Regions from separate parts of the Sus scrofa genome. Here region 2 is linked to region 1. A link is a contact called in public Hi-C data. All regions are on one chromosome and are shown on one strand. Each heading gives the region's core, a stretch centred on a gene start, on an enhancer-like site or on the middle of the called end of the contact. The rest is flanking DNA. Distances are from core to core; before and after follow the strand shown. Region 1 has its middle 490 kb from the start of QKI. Region 2 has its middle 240 kb from the start of QKI.

Region 1 (7,216 bases), core at 2,290-4,789:
AGCAACAAAAGGCACCAGGAGAACTGAAAGTTCTAGAGGGAAAACAGCAGTTTCTTTTTTTTTCCAAGTCGAATGTTTTCAGGCGCCACTGTTTTCTCCCACAGACGCAAACTCACATGGGTCCCGATCGAGCCAAGGCCCGGTTCTTCCCTGGAAGGTTTCGAATCACCCACCTACCAAGACATTTGCTGGAGTTTGAGATTCTACCTCCTGATTTAGTTCTTTTCAGCAGTAATGTCATGCACACTTTGTGTGTTATCCAACCCAGAGGAACCTGGGGTGTTTTACACCGTGTCCGGCTGCAATAATGAGACACTAAGAATATGATTCCAGCCCTGAAAAGGGGGCTTTGCATACACATCGGCTGTGTGGGGAATGGGGACCCGCAGTCTCCTGCCTTTGCTCCGTTTCTTCCCTTCGTCTGTAAACATCCCTCCGTCTACTTGCATAAACACTGAGGTCTTGCAATGACCGTGTGATTCGGGGCCTTTTTTCCCTCTGGGACTTCTGCTCCCCCCCCACCCCCCAGCCAGACGTTCGTGATGGTGGATAATCCACTGGCTTGTTATGGGTGTGACTAGATAGTCGTTTAGTGCTACTAGTGACTCCGAATCTGGCAGTGGAAGGAAGTGTCTGTTCACCAACAGGTATGTGGGATCCGCAGGCCTAATCCACCCACATCTTCACAATTTCAGCTGCCTCATCCAGAGCCATGAGCTGATCCTGGGCATCTTACTGCGTCTCCACCAGGGAGCAGCTCTGCTGACTGGTTCAGCACCTACCCCTCATTTCTGACCTGGCCATGACCGACCTCCATCTCTGGGGGCCTCCTGCCCTGCTTGGATGGTGGGTGGGTGGTGTGAGTACATTTTCGTGAATGAGAAGTAACATGTAGGTGCAGGGTAAGTCACCAATGATTTCCCGATCCAGTGGCTGGTTAGGTAGTGTAGGAAACACTGATTCATCCCCTGCAGAAGGTTCATAGGTTCAGGATGGGAAGTGCGCGAAGTCCACAGAGGCTCCTCAAAAGATAGTGGCTGTTAGGGTAGTGATGGCAGTAATGGATCTACGTGTTCAAAGTGCCATGGGAGCTGCTGGAAAAGTCAGCTGCTGACTTCGTTGTTGGGAAAACTTTGAGAAATGGTGAAGTGGAGTTTACTAGATAAGTAAAGCCAGGGGTCCCTTTGTGGTGCAGTGGGTCAAGGATCCAGTTTATCCAGTGTGGTAAGGATAAAGCAGCTTGAGTCACGGATGTTCGTGGGTTTAACCCTTGGCCCAGGAAGTTCCACGTGCCATGGGTGTGGCCAAAGAAAAAAAAGTAAAGCTAAAGTGCTAATAAATTTCAGGAGAGGAGGAGAAGGGCCTCAGGATGACTTTCACGGGCCCTGGAGACTATGTGTTCTTCCACAGACATAATCACTAAGAAGTCTACTGCATGACTCTGTCTATGTAAGGATGGCTTGGTTAATCTTGCTTCTTTAAAGATTCCCTTTCTCTTCTGGTTCTAAAAGAAAGAAACACATTTCATGGGCCTCTAAAAGTAGGGAGGCAACCACTGCGCCTGCGTTGCCTGGGAGAAGATGAGTGCGAAGGAAGAGAAAGAGAGGAAGGAGGCTGCGGGGAGAGGAAGGGAAAGAGACCCCAGAAAGAGACACAGTAACTGTGAGAGGAGTGGAAATACAAAGGAAATGAGGGAGTAATTCACCAAAAGTGCAATGAAAATGTGAGAATGGAAAGAAGGAAAACGAACACAGGAGAGTGACTTAATACGGAGAAAGGCCACTATAAACTCTTCCCGAAGCTCCTTCCCTAAGCAGCGCTCTTGGCCTTGGACAGGGAGGTTTTGTGGTTCCCTGGAGGCTGGACAGTGATGCTTCCGAGGGCTCCAGGTGTGGGGAGGAGCACGTGGGTCTGAGTTGGTTGGAGACTCAGGGCAAGCTTGCCAGGTAAGGACAGGTGTCAAGTAACCAAGGGGTTTATTTTGTATATAAACAGCAATATTATAGTTTTTTTTTTTTTCTACGAATAGAGTCCTCTTTAAGATTAGAAAATGAGAATTCTCAGGAGTTCCGTCGTGGCTTAATGAACCTGACTAGCATCCATGAAGATGAGGGTTCAATCTCTGGCCTTGCTCAGTGGGTTAAGGATCTGGTGTTGCTGTGAGCTGTGGTGTAGGTCACAGATGTGGCTCGGATCTGGCGTTGCTGTGGCTGTGGTGTAGGCCTGCATCTACAACTCTGATTGGACCCCTAGCCTGGGAACCTCCACATACTGTGGGTGCAGCCCTAAAAAAAAAAAAGCAAATGAGAATTCTCATCGTGGCTCAGAGGATTAAGAACCAACACAGTGTCTGTTGTGAAGATGCAGGTTGAATCCCTGGCCTTGCTCAGTGGATTAAGGATTAGGCATTGCAGTGAACCATGGTGTAGGTGGCCCATGTGGCTCAGATCTGGTGTTGCTGTGGCTGTGGTGTAGACCAACAGCTACAGCTCCAAGTCAACCCCTAGCCCAGGAACTTCCATATGCTGCAAGTATGACCATTTAAAAAAAGAAAAACTAGAAAAATGATAGGCCCCTATTTAAAAAAAAAAATAAATCACACTTAAGAAGGATCATATGCACCTTTTCATTTGTTTGCTTCTCACTAGATTTTTACGTTTTTGGACTCACAACATATTTTGTTGTTTTTATTGCCTGTCCATAAGAAGCTTTTCCAAATCGTAATAGATTTTCATGTACTTATTCATTTTAATAGTCGTGTGCGGGCCTGTGGAGAAGACATCATTATCCTTATTTTGTAAATGAGGAGCCAGGCTCAGAGGCTATGACTTGCCCCAGTCCCTCAGCGATATCATTTCGGGAGCAGGACTTCCCCCTAGGAGTGTGTGTATATGTGTGTTTACCCGGCACAGAGTTTCTACGGAAATTTAAACTTAAAAGAGAACTGATTTCACATGGATTGAGGTATCCCTCTGCGTTTCCCCCCTATTTTTTTCTTGTGTAGTTATTTACGCATATTCCCATTCCCAAATCTGCCTGCCCTCTTCATCTTTCTCGTTAGTGAAAGCTCCATACCCATCCTTGATTGGACTACCAGCAATACAGATGCAGAACCACTAGAGAGCTATTATTTCTCTGACACCTAAGCATACAATTTGGCGGACCGAGTGTTTATGAAGTTTTTCTTACCCGGCTTGGAATTTTCCTGTATCTGTTGATGACATGCACATTGTTTCCCTCAGCATGCAGAAAATCCAAATGTAATTTAGGGAACATTTCTTAGAAACATCCAAATGTACTGAAGGTTGTCACATTCGATGCATAACTTGAAAGTTTTATTTTTCTCCCCTGTAAAATGTAATTCTCCAGGCATCCCGTGCTCAGGAAAGATCCCTATGCGTTGGAACTAAGTACAGTTTTACAGCAGAGGTTAGAATTCTGGGTTTCATGCTCTATCCATTGGCTTCACTCTGTTTCACACCCAAAGATGATGTCATGGCCAGTTGCCATATGCTCGCTTTCAACCAGCCAGAGATCCAGGGAACACACGAAATGGCCATGGGTGACTCATTCCCCTGCAGGAAGTGGTAGAGTCTAGCAAACCCTACTGCCAAAGGCTGGGAACAGAGGAGGTGCTATCTCAACCTCATCCTTCTTCTTAGGTCTGCCCTGAGTGAGACACCAAATGCTTCCGTGGACTAAGATTAACTCGGGGGTTCAGTAAATCTTGGCTCCTCGCTGTGGCTCTGTTGTTAATTCACCAAGAAAGTCCCGTAAATTAGTCTAGCTTTTGGTGTCCTAATGCTTTTCTCGTGTAAAAAATGAGCCCAGTAACAATGTCTATGCTATGAATTTTGCAAATGAAAGTTTTTCTAATGCGAGTCTTTGATGTATTATCCTGCTTACCAAAGGGAAGTCGGGAGTTCAGGAGCCCTTGACAAAATATATAATGTGTCTGGGTCTATCACTGAATGGAATGGCTGCTCACTCCCACTCCCTGGGTGAGTCTAAGCATTGTGTCCCTATTTTTAAGCCTGTAAAATGGAAGATCACTAACTTTAACTAATCAAACTTGTAAACTCCCATTTATTCCACTAACAATTACTGACCAAGTGCTCATGCCAGTGGGCTGCTGGGTACCGAAAGAAAGAACTTGCCTCCAAAACTTAAGAGACCATGACCTAACTGGCAACAGAGGCATAAGACAAACAATACAATATAATACATTTTAAACTTTAATGCAATATGACACTTTCTAAACTCAATACAAGTAAAATGCTCTTGAAACCAGGAAGAGGGAGAATTAACTCTCCCTGAGGAGCCTGGTTGGAAGTAACCAGTGGAAGATAGCTGGCTGTGTAGACAAGGTGAAGGAGAGTGTCCCAAGGAGACGGAATGAGCTGGTGATAGGGTGGGGGCATGACATCTGCCCTGGGGTGGTTGATTGAGCCAGCTGGTAAATTACCTTCAGCTTTATATTTATTTCCATAGACTGAAGTCTTGAATCATCCGAGGTGTTTATGTGGGAAAGTAGCATGACCAGAGCGGGCATTCCAGAAACACATCTGTGGGGCAGAATGCAAGGAGTTTGGAGGAGAATAGTGTTTGAATCTGGGAGGCCGGTTTGAAGGCTATTGACGTAGTGATACATCATCACCTTGACAATGCCAGAAAACACTGTATTTGGTAGGTACCAAATCAGCTACGTGAAATCAGATCCTTGTAGTCCATCACATCCTCAACTGGCCAAATCCTTCCAACCCCTAGCTCACTGTATATTCTTTCTGCCAGCACAGAAGACAAAGCCTTGGTCCTCTACCATTACTGTAATTCCCTGTAGTGGTGAGTAGGAAAAAATCATATCTGGACATTATTCCAAGTTCCTATGTGTTCCATTAACTCTAGAATCCATGGTTTACTGCTGTGACTTGGGTAACCACTTACCTCTCTAACAGAGGTCTAGCTTGTGCTCAGTTTTAACCTGGACTTGCAGAGGTCTCTCTGATGGTGCCCCCTGGCTCCCAACCCCCAACATCCACCCTTCACATACACCAAACAGATATTATTAGCAATTACGTTTTAATTCTGTTTCTGGATTGTTTGAATTTTCAAGATCTTGTGGTTGGTTTGCAGCCTTAAGGAATACAAAGCACTATGGGCTATTAGCTGACAGGTTTTTTTTTTTTTTCTTTTTTTTTCCCTTCAGAATTGTTTAACAAATTGCATTTACATAAACTGTCAGGCATCCCAAAGTGTTTAACAGAACAGAAGCTACTACAGCAAGTCCAGCTTCTTTCAACATGTATGGTCAGTGATATTCCCTTGGTTGTGATGGGTTCCTCTCCTAGTGCATCTTTAAAGATGTGCGACTGGCCTTATGCACTTAAAAAAGAGAGAGAAGTCGTTTGGGCAAAGCTTCTAGTCTCTGATTTATTTCTTAAGGTGGAAACCCTGAGAAGAGCTGTGTCTGTGGCTATAGCTGATTCTAGCACATGCTCTGGCCACTGAGAGTTGCTCCCAACAGGCAGCACAGTAACTGCAAACCCTCTTGGCATTTCTTTTTCTTTTTTTCCTCTTTTTAGGGCTGCACCTGCAGCATATGGAAGTCCCCAGGCCAGAGGTAGAGTTGGAGCTGCAGGTGCTGGCCTAGACCACAGCCATGGCAACTCGGGATCCGAGGAGCACCTGTGGACTACGCCACAAGTTGCAGCAATGCCAGATCTTTAAACCACTGAGCGAGCCCAGGGATCAAACCCACATCCTCATGGATACTAGTTGGGTTCTTAAAGTGCTGGGCTGCAACAGGAACTCTGGCATTTCTTTTTAAGTTTTCCTTAATTTTTTTATAGGCTATTGGAAACTTCTTTAGTATACAGTGGTACAGTTGGACTCCTTTGGCCCACCTTTCATTTGTATTTTTACTGATGTTTCAAATTTTAGCTTAAAAAAATAGCAAAACAAAGATGTTTCCCAAATACACTCATCTAATTATCTAAATGCAGTGTTTCTCTTTAAATGCGTGTCAAGTTTTTTGAGTCCCTGATTTGCTTCTTTTGTTCCCTTTGAAGAATGTTCACACGATGTAATTACCTTCACTAATTCCTCAGTGCTGATATGGTTACAGCTTTATTTTGTATTTTTATGGAGTTCATTTTGCCCTTTTTATGACCAGTTTTCCATTTTCTTGGAGTTATTGAGCAGAGTACATTGATTATGCAAAAATCTTTCGGTCTCTATCACATTTATATTTTGTTCTAAATGACATTGTTAAAATTCATAAAATTGGTCTATATCAGTTCCTTACTGATTGAAAAAAAGAATGGATCACTTCAGCATGTTCAGAACATTTGCAACCCTAGAGATTGTTTTCTGAGCACAGAATGTATTCAAGAGCCTAAGACATCCTCGGAGGTACAAAGATGAAAACAGCTGAGTTATTTCCATTCACTCTACTTTTTGGAGTAATGAAATAAACCCAGAAATAACATGAATAGTAAAGTGATGAATTGAGAACTAGAAATTTTTTTTGGCTTTCCTCATCCAAGACGCTCATCATTTGAAGGTGGCTTATTATAAATTTCCATGTCATTGGTGAATATTGTTCAAAGTAAAAAATAAAGTATAATATCCAGATCTATTGGGCAAAACCAATGGTATGACATTGTACTTTAGAGCCATAGATATTTTTATTCATGATGCCTCTTTCTTATTACCCTTATATTTCATCCTCAGTAGGGCCCATATTTAAGCACATAAGAGCCTTAAGAAATGCAAATGCTTTGAAGTTCATGGCCATGTAAGAGCTCTAAGGCTTCGGGTCATGAGAAGAAATCTCATCTTTCCATGGCGGTAAAATGTACCTTAGACCAGCTCACTGTTTTTGGTAAGTAGGCAGGGCTTCCGGAAGCTTCTGGTGGTTCCTACTGATTTTCCTGCCCCACCACCTACTGTTCAGCACCCATGTCTCCCAGCCTTTTAGTCTGTAAAATTTCTGATCCATGAGAGCAAATCACAGGGGAAAAGGTGAAGTTATAAATCAGGGAGCAGGGCAGAGGGGTGGGGCAAAAAATGATGCAAATACTTGCCCAAATTATGCCCATGACCCCAAAATGCACAGGTATAAATGGCTGGGCTGTCTTTTTCATATTCCTAAATAGCGCCTTTAGCGAAATCCTTGTGAAAATGACTGAGCGAGACTGTCTACGGTTTGCATTGG
Region 2 (7,216 bases), core at 2,465-4,964, 250 kb before region 1:
AAATTATTTTTAGATATTGACTGCCCCCAAATGTTGAATTAATGACAGCCTTGTTCACAACCTGAGTTGCCTCTTCCATTGGCCTCCTTCTCACCTACCCAGATGCCAATTTCCCACTTCACAGAGTCCAGCAGTCCCCCATCCCTCACTTCCCACCCCGACTCACCTCCAAAGCATCCTTGCACGTTCTGGATTTGTCTGTTAGGAATGGAGGGAGGGTTTATGCTGGTCTCCTGGTCTGCCTCCTCCCTCTCTGACCCTCCCCAGACGCCACTCTCACCCTGATGCTGACGTCACTTCTCTTTCTCTTCTCTCTTCTTTCCTCTTCTTTTTCTCCTTTCCTTCCACTTTCATCTTTTCTTTCCTATTAAAAAAAAGTCAGAGTCATATGTATGCCTAGAGTCAGATAATAAAACTTCTCGTCTTCCTTTCCCCAGAAACAACCGCTTTCAATTCTTTCAGCGGATTCTTTTATTTGCTTTTGTTTCTCTTTCTCTAAAAACAGCTTGTATTAGTATGTCTCATTTTATTTTAGTTTTTAGCATTATTTAATGAAGATTAGGATTTATTTATTTTTTCACACTCCCCAGGCCAAGCCCACCACACACGCATGTACCTTCAAGCTCTTGTTTTTTTTAACTTTTACTTACTATTCTATGTTGCTAGTTAAGCCCAAACGCTCTTTTAGTTGTATAAACTGCTCACTATCTTCAAACACATGAGGTGGTTCATGACTTTCATCTTCAGCACATCTCTGGAAACGTCTGAACTGCCCAGTCCAGACTGGTGTCCTTCAGTTCAGCCACCAAGCTCTGGATTTTGAATTGCCCTTTGTCACCTCCGGGGCATCACATGCTTCTTGATGGTTTGGATCTCCAGCTACATCTTTTGCTTTGGACTTTAATCCTTACTTCATGGAGAACATCCTTCTGTTACTTCTGGAGAAAAGGTAGTAGGTGGTGTATTTGCAGAGAGCAGGCTTTTCTGGAAATATCTTTGTTCTACCCGGGTGCTTCGTTATCACTCTGGCTGGCTGCCAAATTAGAGGTTAGAGGTAGTTTTCCATGAAAATGGTGAAGGATTCCCTTCAGCTTACAATACTGATGGTGAGATGTTTGACAACATGTTGATTTTTTATCCTTTGTTTGATACCTGCTTTTTCTTCTGAAAAAGTTATAGAAAATTGTCTTTGTCCCCAGGGGCATCATTTTACAGTGATGGGCCTTGGGGCGAATCTGTCTTGACCGTGCTGCTGGGCATTCAGTGGTCCTTTCCACCTGTAAACCCACGTCCACTTTTTGAAAACATTTTCTTGAATTATCTTGGCGATGAGTTCCTCTCCAGCATTGCCTCTATTCTGTCTCTCTGGATCTTTTCTTTGGAGGTTGAATCTTGTAGCCTCGCCTCCAATTTACTTGTACCTGTGTCCTTTCCCCCTCCTTCCTTCTGTCTCTACCTTTTGGAGATTTACTCAATTTTATGACTCTATTAGGTAGAACAAATTTGGCTGCTGAAGTAAGACACAGTAGCACACACAAGTCACTTCTCTGCCATATGACAGCCCAGCATAAGAGGTCCAGGGCTGTTGTCATGCTCTGAGATGTCAGGCACCCAGTTTCCTTCTACTCCACAGCTCTACTGTCTCTACAGCATTGCTCTCTTGTGCAAGATCCAAACTGTTCCATCTCTGTGTGCACATTCCAGCCCTTGCAGAGGACGAAATGGAAGATGACGGGGTGGGGGGTAGGGGGTGGGAACACACTTTGGGTGTTTTGTACATCATTTCTGTTTATGTACTCTTGGCCAGAGCTTAGTTACCTGGTGACATCTAACTACAAGGGGCTGGAAAGTGTGGTCCTTAACTTTGAAGCATGTTTCATGGCTTCTATTTCTGTGGAAAAGGGAAGAACAGATATTACCTTGGAGCTAAGAGTCTCTGTCATAATCCTCCCTTTTGGTAACTCAAATATCCATGTACTTTCTTTTTGTCTCCATACAGAACACATTCGCACCTTCTTAAGAAAGAGAACCTGCAACTCCAACCCACTTATGGCATCCAGCCCTTCTGCTCAAAGCCCTCTATAAGCAGGATGTATAGGCAGAATAACCTTAGGGACAACTCCCACTGGACAAAGGAAGACTGAGGAAACCCACAAGAATTACTGATCCATTGCGATGCTCAATTCTGCTGGAGACAAAGTGTGGGCTGGCCCTTGGCCACAGCTGGTTCTGCTCTCTGGAAGGAACCGGCTCCTTCGCCCACTGGGCTCTCTGGGTGGTTCAATTTTGCCCTTTATCCTCCAAGGCCACATGTAAAGTGGATACTGCAGACAGTGTCCTTTTGAAAGACCAGTGGCTTTGTGGTCCACTTCCCACAGGTTTGGAGAATCCTCCTGTACAGCACAGGGAACCGTGTACAGTCTCTTGGGTTAGAACATGCTGGAAGAGAGAATGAAAAACAGAATGTGTATATATATGTGTATATATATGTGTATATATATGTGTATATATATATATATATATATATATATATATATATATATATATGGCTGGGTCACTTTGCTGTACAGCAGAAACTGAAGGACCATTGTAAATCAACTACACTTTAATAAAAAATTTAAAAGAGGATTTTGAACTGGCTGAATGGTCACAGTTGGGTTTCTGTGGCAATGGGATTCACTCAGAGACTTACAAATCTTCCAGTCCACTTCCTCTGTCCAGCATGCACGAGCCAATAGCCAGGGATTGCGTTTGGACAGTTGTCAGCTTGATATCTTTGCTTACCCCCTCCCTCCTCCTTCCTCCTTGAGAACGTCTGAAAAGAAAAGGGCTTGGTTGGAAGGCAGCACCCTTTCTGTGACTCTGCCTGCTGGGCTGGCTCCCCTGCTCTGCCTGGGAGCCCTTAAGGAGAGGTAATTGAATCAGGATTGGGGTCGCAGTCTTCTGTTCCGTCGAGGCTCTCTCTCTATAGGGCCACCTGCTACCGCAGCTTCATCTCGGGTCGCAGAAGCCTTTGGCATTTTCAACTCTTCAAAGCTGCAAGGGACCTGACCCTTACTGAATCCAGATTGCGGGCTGCAGCTGAGTTCTTGCCCATCCCTGGTTCCTTGTCTCTGTTTTGTAAAGCTTTGCTGAAAGGGGCAGCGAGTGACAACATGTCTCAGTGGATCATGCTCTGGCTACCGGGAGGTGCTGGGAACACGGGTTAGTGGGAGCCTGAAGTGAAAAAGGCATCGTCCTGTTGCAGCTCCAGAAGTTCTATTCCAGGGTGGTGGTGGGGGGGTGTCGGTGGGGGGGGTGGTACTGAGAGCAGGAAGAATCGAGGAAACTTATTTTGAAACTGTCTCATAGTCATACAGTGTTTGTACTTAGGTGCTGTGCTGCCTGGAGGGGTTTGGGAAGAGTTGCTGGAGACACAGGAGGGTTTAAATGCTCCCTGGTACCACTGACGCGTCCTCTCTGGGCTCCAGTGAGGGTGCTCGAAACTCCCCCAAGAGGCAGCTGGCTCTGAAGCCTCTGAAGCCTCTTTTTTCGCCCTGTGTCAGTTTGTTTCTCATGGGCTCAGGCCAAGAAGAAGCTGGGCGCAGATCTGTTTTTGTCCTTGAGGGTGAGTGAAGCTTAGCAGAAAAATAAGCTCCTCTCCATATCTCCAAATCTCCTCCCATCGCTAATGCCCGTTGTAACTGGAGCACGACAGCATGAGTCAGGCTGATTCATGATTTTATGGCGAACAAACTAGAACAGATATGGCCCTGCTGGCAGGAATTCAAAGCTCGTATACTTTCCTCAGACCTCTGACTTGAGTAATGAAAATTCAGCTGCTCAATCCAATAGGGATCCAGGAAAACAAGAGAGAGGAAGGTGAAGAGGAAAAGGTAAATTCAATCGTGAAGCCAATGTCAAGCAGAGGGCAAGGTGGGAGCCAGGCCTGAGGTGGGATGATCTTGGCTTCAGGACCAGTGTTTCTTGCTGCTGTCCTGACAGCATCAAGTAAATGTGGTAAATGGAGGCGGCTGCAGGGCAGGGGTCTGTAGCATCAATGGCGAGACAGGCTCCCTCCCTGCTCCCCACCCCGCCCCCCGCCCCAAAGGGCTGAGAGTTCCAGCCATCGCTCTGTGGGCCACCGTGGGTTCTGGCACTGCTCAGTTCTGCTCAAGGATCAGGTTTCCTCGGCACAGATCAGGTCCTCCGAGCCTCAGCCTCTGGAGCTGTGGAGACACAGCACTTTCATTTGTGCACCATCAGCTTCGACCCTGGCCAACAGGCTTTAGACTGGATCTGACCCGGTCTTTATTCTTGGGCAGATTGACTTTTCTTTCAAGACAGGAAGGTCTTGCAACTCCAGAAGCTCAATCCTCTGCTCTGGTGGAAAGCCGTTTGTCAGGAAGGCATGTGTATATGTGCCAAGGGTTCAAATCAGGGTCCAAATCCACGTCCGTGGCAGGAGGCACCACCAGCTCACAGCAGACATGCAGGTTCCATGGCCCTGAGCTGGATCCCTGAGCCATTTCACTGTTGACTCCCAGCCTTAGGAGTGACATATTTCAGGAACCCTTAAACAGAAACATTGGTTATGCTGTGGATTTAAAACAAAACAGAGAGACGGCTTAACTAAGGTCCTTCAAACGCCCCAAGGCGGGAAAACGTGGTTTCATTCTAAAGCCTGCATCCTGGCCCCACGGAACTGGAGTCTGGTTGGAGCGATGACATGGGCACATTAAACCACAAAACCAAAAACTGAGGCAAGGCTTTGCCAGACTGTGTGTCTGGTGAAAATGATAGGCGAGAGCAAGGCCTCAGCCGATGTTCTGGGTTGGGGTGCAGAAGGCAAGCTCTAGGGCCCACGTGATGGGGTTTGTCCCCACTTGGTGACTAATTAGCAGCAACCCAGGCAGGTTAACTGTCCTCTCTGTGGCTCAGTTTCCTTTACTGTGGATGGAGGTGATGAATGGTACCGACAAGGAGCATTACATTCCTTCTTCGCCCAGAGCACTTGGAGAAGCGTCTAGAGTACAGTCGGCACCCCGGTTTATAGGGTAAGCTGGTCATTCCCTTTTCATAGACAGTAGCGCTTGTAGAAATTCAGGGGAATGAGCAGTCCCACCTGCTCGGGTTCAACAAGGAGGAGGGGTAGGTGTGAGTGGAGCCATGGGCGATGGTAAGATTTGGGTGGAGAAAACAAGAGAGGTGTTGCTGGCGGGAAAACTGCAACAACAAAGACTGGGAGCCTTGTTGGGGTTGGGGTGGTAGGATCCAGGACTATGTGGCCACCTACCCCTCCTGGTCCATTCTTCTGGGGTGAGAAGCTGGTCTGGATGGCTGCTGAGGACGAATCAGAAAAGGCTGTAGCACCTTATCATCAAATCCCGCTGAGCCCTGGGAATGTGAGGTGGGGTCATCTGTCAGAGAGAAGCGGCCAGCTCTGGCTTTACTTTGGAGAGAAAGGAGAAACTTTGCGAGCGGGACATGGTGGAAGGGAAGGACAATGGTGTCACAGTGCCACCGTGGGGACAGAGTGACAGCTCACCATAGCTGGACTCACATCAACACTGGGTGTTCTGAGGGAGTCACGGAAAGACTCTGAAGCCTCGAAGATCTTTCTCACCAAGACGCTTTCGTTCCATCATCCCTTACGCACTTCAGCTTGCTCCCTTTGCTGAGCCATCAGGGAGGTCCGTGCTAACCCCACTGTATCCTGAGTCCTGCCCCCCGCTGGGTTGAGATGACTTCTCTTCCTCCTACTGTGGGACCCTTCCACCTGCACAGAGACGAACACTCCCATCTAGACCTATGGCCTCCATGCGACACCTACATCCTCATGGTTTCTGGGCTCCTCCACCAGACAGAGATCCACAACCATCCCTGGTAGCAGGATGGCTCCTTTTCAGTGAACCTTCAGGCTATAGTCCATGCAGAGTTTTCTTGGCTTCCTGGGGGACAGTGGATGCTAAGTAGCCAGGAGTGTTGGGCCAGGACTGGACCTGAATTGAACCCTGAAGTATACCAGACCTTGAAAGTTAGATTTCAGAATCGAATTTTTGGTTGAAAATACTTAGGGTACCACATCCAACATGGAATTATACTGTGATGGCTGCTCAAGCCCTCACTGGTCACAGATATCTGAAAGTTCCAGAAGGTTCCTTTGAATGCCAGAGAGAAGACTGACTCCTTAAGGAGCATCCTTGGAGATACTGGAATCTTTGGAAGGTGGGAACCAGGCCTGATGAAGACGTTCTGCCTGTGACATCAACCACAGACATTCTGGAGCAGCCCGTGCAGCCTTCCGGTCCACCCATGAGTTCATTTATGTGCTCTACTGGCCTCCGTGGGTGGCAGTTTTCTATTAAAGTAATGGAGCTGCCTCTCAGATGGAAGAATGTGTTTTGATTGGAACATGGTTCTTCAGTCTTAAGAGCAGGAAGTTAAAGATTGACCAGGTACTCTGAATTGGCTTAAATAAGCAGACTGGACCCCCCTCACCTGACCGCTCAGAACCCCGTGAGCTCTCAAACACGCAGAGGAGGGATGACGTGGAAGGTGGTTCTGTCCCCAGCTCTTAGGAGCCAATCATTTAAGGCATATTCAAGCTTTCATAGGTCTTGGTTGTTCTTGGGATTAAAAACAAGTTAGACAGTGGATTTTGAGTATATGGTCTCCAATGCCCTAATTTATCTTGAAGGGAGAGAAACGATCCAATAGGAATGGAAATCGACAAAAAGGCTGCCTTGAATCCATCTGTTAATCAGCGGGGATATATTGGCAAAGTGATTAACTCTGCTGCAAGATCATGGTTCTGGCCAATTCTATTTGCAGTCCGAGTAAGGGTGGCAGGAAAAGTGTGTTTCTTTTCTTGCTTAAGAGTTAGACACGTGCACACATTTCACATACGGGGGCAAAGGGCAGGTGTCTGGGGAGGGGTAGTTTGCCTCGCTTGTTTATTCTTTGAAAAATTCAGTGTCTGTTATGTCCAAGACACAGGTTTCCGCATTTTGGACACACACACTCCAGACACACGCGCACAGAGACACATACACACACAGACCCAAAATTATACCCTGCTCTCAAGAAATTTTACATGGAAGCTTCTTTGATCTTTTGAATGACTATATCACATCAATTTAAAACAGTTTAGTTTGGGGCAAGGAAATGATCTGTCTCTGGGGAGACGGGCAAAGACTAGAAGACGGATACGAAGACCATCTATTAACAACTCTCC

Evidence for each region. A called contact is a pair of places that touch in the nucleus more often than the background predicts.
Region 2: a contact with region 1 is called in a Hi-C map of embryonic fibroblasts, with 2.5 times the contacts expected there. The contact joins two enhancer-like sites. A contact is called at or near these places in 5 of 47 Hi-C or Micro-C datasets (embryonic fibroblasts, heart right ventricle, liver and 2 more) and 1 of 2 datasets of contacts at active chromatin or transcription factors (skeletal muscle).

The regions. Positions count from the first base shown.
Region 1 is chr1:4,384,839-4,392,054 of Sscrofa11.1, reverse strand. No RefSeq gene overlaps it. Among named protein-coding and RNA genes, the nearest start is that of QKI, 490 kb to the left of the region's middle. Within about 2 kb of position 3,539, at least 4 of the 83 cell types and tissues checked have an H3K27ac peak or open chromatin away from gene starts, as enhancers often do. A contact at or near this core is called in embryonic fibroblasts, where this site is marked.
Region 2 is chr1:4,638,524-4,645,739 of Sscrofa11.1, reverse strand. No RefSeq gene overlaps it. Among named protein-coding and RNA genes, the nearest start is that of QKI, 240 kb to the left of the region's middle. Within about 2 kb of position 3,714, at least 7 of the 83 cell types and tissues checked have an H3K27ac peak or open chromatin away from gene starts, as enhancers often do. A contact at or near this core is called in embryonic fibroblasts, where this site is marked.